2 separate regions of the Pan troglodytes genome follow, and region 2 is linked to region 1. A link is a contact called in public Hi-C data. All regions are on one chromosome and are shown on one strand. Each heading gives the region's core, a stretch centred on a gene start, on an enhancer-like site or on the middle of the called end of the contact. The rest is flanking DNA. Distances are from core to core; before and after follow the strand shown. Region 1 holds the start of TAP2 (transporter 2, ATP binding cassette subfamily B member). Region 2 holds the start of BRD2 (bromodomain containing 2).

Region 1 (2,527 bases), core at 20-2,519:
AAAATAAAGGAAACAAATGCTTGAAAGTAGGAGCACGAGCTTGAGCATGGAGCTTTTTTCATTAGAGAGAGATTCTTAAAATGCCAGAATGAATAGAGTTGTAAAAACTTTAGCGAGCCCCTACTTAAAATCCCTCCTCCCCACCACCACTATTTTAAACTTTAAGTGACTCCTTGGTAGTCACACAGATAACATTTCAAAATGGTGATCTGGAATCCAAGCGACCCTTCCTTTGGGGAATTTGTTTGTTTGTTTGTTTTTAGTTTGGGAGGTGGTTTCAATCTGAAGAGTCCTTTCTGGAATAAACGAATCTTTCTGTTGCATAGGTAGGCTCTGGGTCAGGAAGGATATTTAAAAACCTAATTACTGTTCTAAACAGTGTTAAAATAGAACAAGAACCAAAGCCCAGTACCGGGCATTTCCCTCATAGGCTGAAGGTGCGCCCAACATAATTTGAAGTACAGACTCAGAGGCACCTGAACACGCGCCAGCTCAAGGTGCTCCGGCTGAGAAGGACGGATGAAGATGAACGCTCAGGGCCTACTAAATTCAAAGTCTGTACGTGAAAATCCCCTTTGGCCTGGTGAGATTGGTTGGAACCTTCTATTTAGGAGAGCCCGGCATATTTTTTGCTCGCCTAAAACTGGAGCTTGCATGGAAGAGGGCACTTTTTTTTTATAGACGAAGTCTCGCTCTTGTCGCCCAGGCTGGAGTGCAATGACCCGATCTCGGCTCACTGAAACCTCTGCCTCCTGAGTTCAAGCGATTCTCCTGCCTCAGCCTTCCGAGTAGCTGGGATTACAGGCGTCCGCCACCACGCCCTGGCTAATTTTTGTATTTTTAGTAGAGACAGGGGTTCACCATGTTGGCCAGGCTGGTCTCGAACTCCTGACCTCAGGCGATCCGCCCGCCTCGGCCGCCCAAAGTGCTGTGATTACAGGCGTGAGCCACCGCGCCGGACCAGAAAGAGGGCACTTCTTAATAGTAGGCTCAGAGCTTGAAGTAGTAACTTTGAGAAAATTCAGTGATTCTCCAATTACAAAGCATTCTCCAATTACAAAGCAAGGACAACAGATAAAGTTGCCCTTGAGACAACTGTATTTTACTTAATGATAAAGAAACATTTTTGCAGTTTTATATCCCAGAGTAACCGCCACTAAAGGCGAGTGAGACTCATTGCAGGCCTGTGCCGTGCGAACCAGAGTTCGGGCTCCAGTTCCGCTGTCTGCGGGTCTCGCGCGCCCCCTCCCGGCGGCCCAGCCCAGAATGAAGGCCTTGGCTGGGGAAGCGAAAGCGAAAGCTGCCCGAGCCCTGACGCCAGCCCTGGCCGAGCGTAGCTGGCGGACCAGAGCCGGTAGCGAGGTTGGGAGAGACGGAGCGGACCTCAGCGCTGAAGCAGAAGCCCCTGGAGCTGCAGTCTCCCCGCCGCGGCTGGTGAGTTGGTGCGGAGGGGAACCTGGAGCGCCAACAGGAACGCAGCCCAAGTGACTACCCACTCCACGCTCCTGCTTCCCAGTCCCTCTGCACCCGGCGATACGAGGGAGCGGAGCCCGGACCACTTAGCTCGCCGCGGCAGGCGGGGGTGGGGGTGGGGGTCCGGGGATTTTTTTTTTTTTTTTTTTTTTTTAAAGCACGAGGCTCCTGATGGTCATGCTTCCAGCTCCCCAGAAGGCCGAAAGCTGTCTGTCGTAGGAGGGGTGTACGGATGAGCACCGGTTACTCAGGAGAGCTCTCAGGGTTGAATAGGATAAAATGAGAAGCCGATGGACGGGTTAGGCGGAGCCGGGCGGGTAGGAGGGCAGGGACAAGGATTGGGACTCCACCCCCATGATTTCTCATCTCGTATCCGTTGACAGAGCCATGCAGCTCCCTGACCTGAGACCCTGGACCTCCCTGCTGCTGGTGGACGCGGCTTTACTGTGGCTGCTTCAGGGCCCTCTGGGGACTTTGCTTCCTCAAGGGCTGCCAGGACTGTGGCTGGAGGGGACCCTGCGGCTGGGAGGGCTGTGGGGGCTGCTAAAGCTAAGAGGGCTGCTGGGATTTGTGGGGACACTGCTGCTCCCGCTCTGTCTGGCCACCCCCCTGACTGTCTCCCTGAGAGCCCTGGTCGCGGGGGCCTCACGTGCTCCCCCAGCCAGAGTCGCTTCAGCCCCTTGGAGCTGGCTGCTGGTGGGGTATGGGGCTGCGGGGCTCAGCTGGTCACTGTGGGCTGTTCTGAGCCCTCCTGGAGCCCAGGAGAAGGAGCAGGACCAGGTGAACAACAAAGTCTTGATGTGGAGGCTGCTGAAGCTCTCCAGGCCGGACCTGCCTCTCCTCGTTGCCGCCTTCTTCTTCCTTGTCCTTGCTGTTTTGGGTGAGTCAGGAGAGGACGTTGTGAGTTGGAGGTGGTAAAAGGGCCTGGGCACCAGCACATTCTTGTGTTATTTTTCATGCCTTTTTCAGGTGAGACATTAATCCCTCACTATTCTGGTCGTGTGATTGACATCCTGGGAGGTGATTTTGACCCCCATGCCTTTGCCAGTGCCAT
Region 2 (2,527 bases), core at 13-2,512, 130 kb before region 1:
GTCCGGGTGGCCTCGGTTCCCCTCACCGCCCGGTCCAGCATAACCCGCTAAGTTGGGGGGAGGCCGTTCCTCTTGGGCCTCCAGGCGACAAACCCCCTGCCTGGCCGGCACGAAAGCAGTCTCTTTGGGGCCTCTCGGAGAGCTCCGGGCAGCTTGGCGCGCTCTGCAGACGGCGGACAGCAAGAAAATGGCGGCGGCCTCAGCTGAGGCGGGCAACTAAGGAGGGACTGACTTCAAAAGACGGTCCCCGATCTCAGACACCGTCGTCAATATAGCCCGCTGTTGGTCTGCAGGGATTCCCTCTTCTTGTCGGGACCCTACGGGGCCGACGAGGTCCCGTTTCGATCTCGGATGGAGGCGGATGAACACGAAAAGTGGTTTAGGGAGCCGCCGCCTCCATCTTTGAAATCCTCTTGAGGGCGGAGTAGAGGGGGTGGACAGACTCCGAGGACTGGGCGGGGCCCGAAAAAGGGGAGCTCCAGGGGCTTCTATGGGGTCTGTACTGCCCGCTGGGACCAGTCATAGGCCGGGACGAAGGCCATTTCCAAGTGGATGGAGGTGGATTGTAATGGCGGCCCCGGACGACTCGAAGGCTCTGTATCGGTAGGCAGAATCCTCCAGCTCGTTCTAGAGGCTGCTCCACTCCAGCACGAAATGGCGCCGCCGAGCCCCGCGCCAGCCCTTTATATATAGGCGGGGAGGAGGAGCTTCGCCGCTCATGCGCGCCACCCTGCTTGAGATTTTCCCCACCCCCTCCGCGCGCGCGCGCTCGCTCACGCGGGTGAAGAAGCTGAGTCGAAGGGGAAGGAACACCTCTCCGCGGGAGCTTTTTCTATTGGCCAGCCGCAACGATGACGTCATAAACTTCATTTCCAAGGTGTCAGTCACCAGGCAGAAGAGTGCCGCAGAGACCCACAGGGAAGTGGCAACCCGCCACATCTCCAAGCCAATTGGCTGAGCTGTGGTCCGCCGACTCCAGGGAAAGAGGGTGGTTGGAAGAGGTGCGGAAGCCATCGCCCCAGAGCCTCCAGCACTCTGTCCCCGCCTCCCCTTCCAACAAAGTCTTCCCAAGCTTCCATGCACAGCCCAACTGGAGACTGCCAAGCTCGAGCAGGTCGTGCCATTCGTAGCTCCTCCATTGGCCAGAGCAGGGAAACGGGAGGGGTCGCGTGGGCGTAGCCTGCCTGAGCCCGCCAGGGGTGTGGCCGCAAGACGCCCGGCGGGTGGTGGTTCTCGGCGGTAAGGCAGCAGCAGCGAAGAATCTGAAACGAGGAAAAAGACGCCATCTTAGAAGCCGCGGCCTGCTCCTCTATGGCGAACAGCTACGGGCTTCAGAACGGCGATGAGGGGATCTAACGTTCCCATGCCCCACAGTCTAAAACACAGTCTTGCCAGAGTCTTATAATACTCCACTCCCTCCCTCAAGCCAAACGATGGAAAGACGAGCAAAACATTATTTACTACTGTTTAGTCCCAAAGACCACAAAAGCTAAAATACGTCTCCCAAATTTGCACGTCCAAGCACCTTTCTAATCCCTCCCCACTCACACCTACAGTTACCAATACATTTCTGCTCGTTCGAAAAAACCTCAGCAACCCTAAAGTGGGATTAAAATCCCCAAACGCATCCATCTACCCTATACAATGCAACACACCTCACCTCTTCCTCAAAACTCCATTCCGGCGTCCGGCTCAGAGCAGAAAAAGCAAGTCCTGGGAGGGATGACTTAAGGGAAAAACCCTCCCCCTCCAGGCGAGCTCGGACCTTTCCCCCCACACGCCACATTACCCCCAAGGGCAGACCCGTATCCGCCTCTTAGGGGCCCTCCGCCACGGGGGCGAAAGAACCCCCCCGCCCCCCCACCAGGGTCCGGAGTCCTCCCCACGGAGCGGCTGGTCCATCGGTCAGCGCCAGGGAGGAGGGCGAGCGGAGGAGGCGGCGGCTGCGGCTCAGACTAGCCCTCCCCCTCCTCCCCTCCTCCCCTCCCCCCGGCCGTCCGCCTCCGAGGAGGGGCAGGAGCCATTTTGGGAGCTCAGTTTCGCCCCCTCCCCCCAACTTACTCTTAAGTCTTCCTCCTAACTTGGTTATCTAAATAAGGGTGCAGACTCTGTGAATCAACCAGAGCCCAGAGATCAGGATCTCCAGAGCATCTCTGGGGCCGTCCCCGCCCCCTTACAAGAGAGTGAAAGGATTTCCCCCACCCGAGAAAACCTGGGCTTTGGTGGGGCGTCCCCTCCCCCGTTTCCCCTTTCTTCGCTACCAGGGAGAAAACAAACTTGTGTACGTATCTGGGAAAAATAATCAACGTAGGTAAACAAATAAATATACGGTAAGATTCCCCCTCGCCCGGGAAGGGCTCGTAAGGGCCTAGGTCCTTGAGCTGCAACCACGCCACCCTCCCTCCTCTGCAGTAGCCTCGGTTACTGCGTCTAAAATGGCCGCCAATCTCCTGTCTTCTGACCCCCGGAGTAGGGCAAACCCCGGGAGGGCGGGGGAAAATGAGCGTCAGGAGAGCAGAGTCCCCTT

What was found. Hi-C and Micro-C count contacts between places; a contact is called where the count stands out from the background.
Region 2: a Hi-C map of stem cell-derived neural progenitor cells shows a contact between it and region 1, with 1.8 times the contacts expected there. The contact joins the promoter of BRD2 here to the promoter of TAP2 in region 1. A contact is called at or near these places in 1 of 7 Hi-C or Micro-C datasets (stem cell-derived neural progenitor cells) and 1 of 1 datasets of contacts at active chromatin or transcription factors (stem cell-derived excitatory neurons).

Annotation. Positions count from the first base shown.
Region 1 is chr5:38,720,591-38,723,117 of NHGRI_mPanTro3-v2.0_pri, reverse strand. TAP2 (transporter 2, ATP binding cassette subfamily B member) reads left to right here and starts at 1,269. Exons shown (of 12, transcript XM_009450990.5): 1 at 1,269-1,434; 2 at 1,857-2,353; 3 at 2,443-2,527. The coding sequence starts at 1,861.
Region 2 is chr5:38,851,312-38,853,838 of NHGRI_mPanTro3-v2.0_pri, reverse strand. BRD2 (bromodomain containing 2) reads right to left here and starts at 1,262. Exons shown (of 13, transcript XM_063812858.1): 1 at 1-1,262. It overlaps LOC129144363, which reads right to left. Exons shown (of 3, transcript XM_063813264.1): 3 at 613-1,262. The coding sequence ends at 628.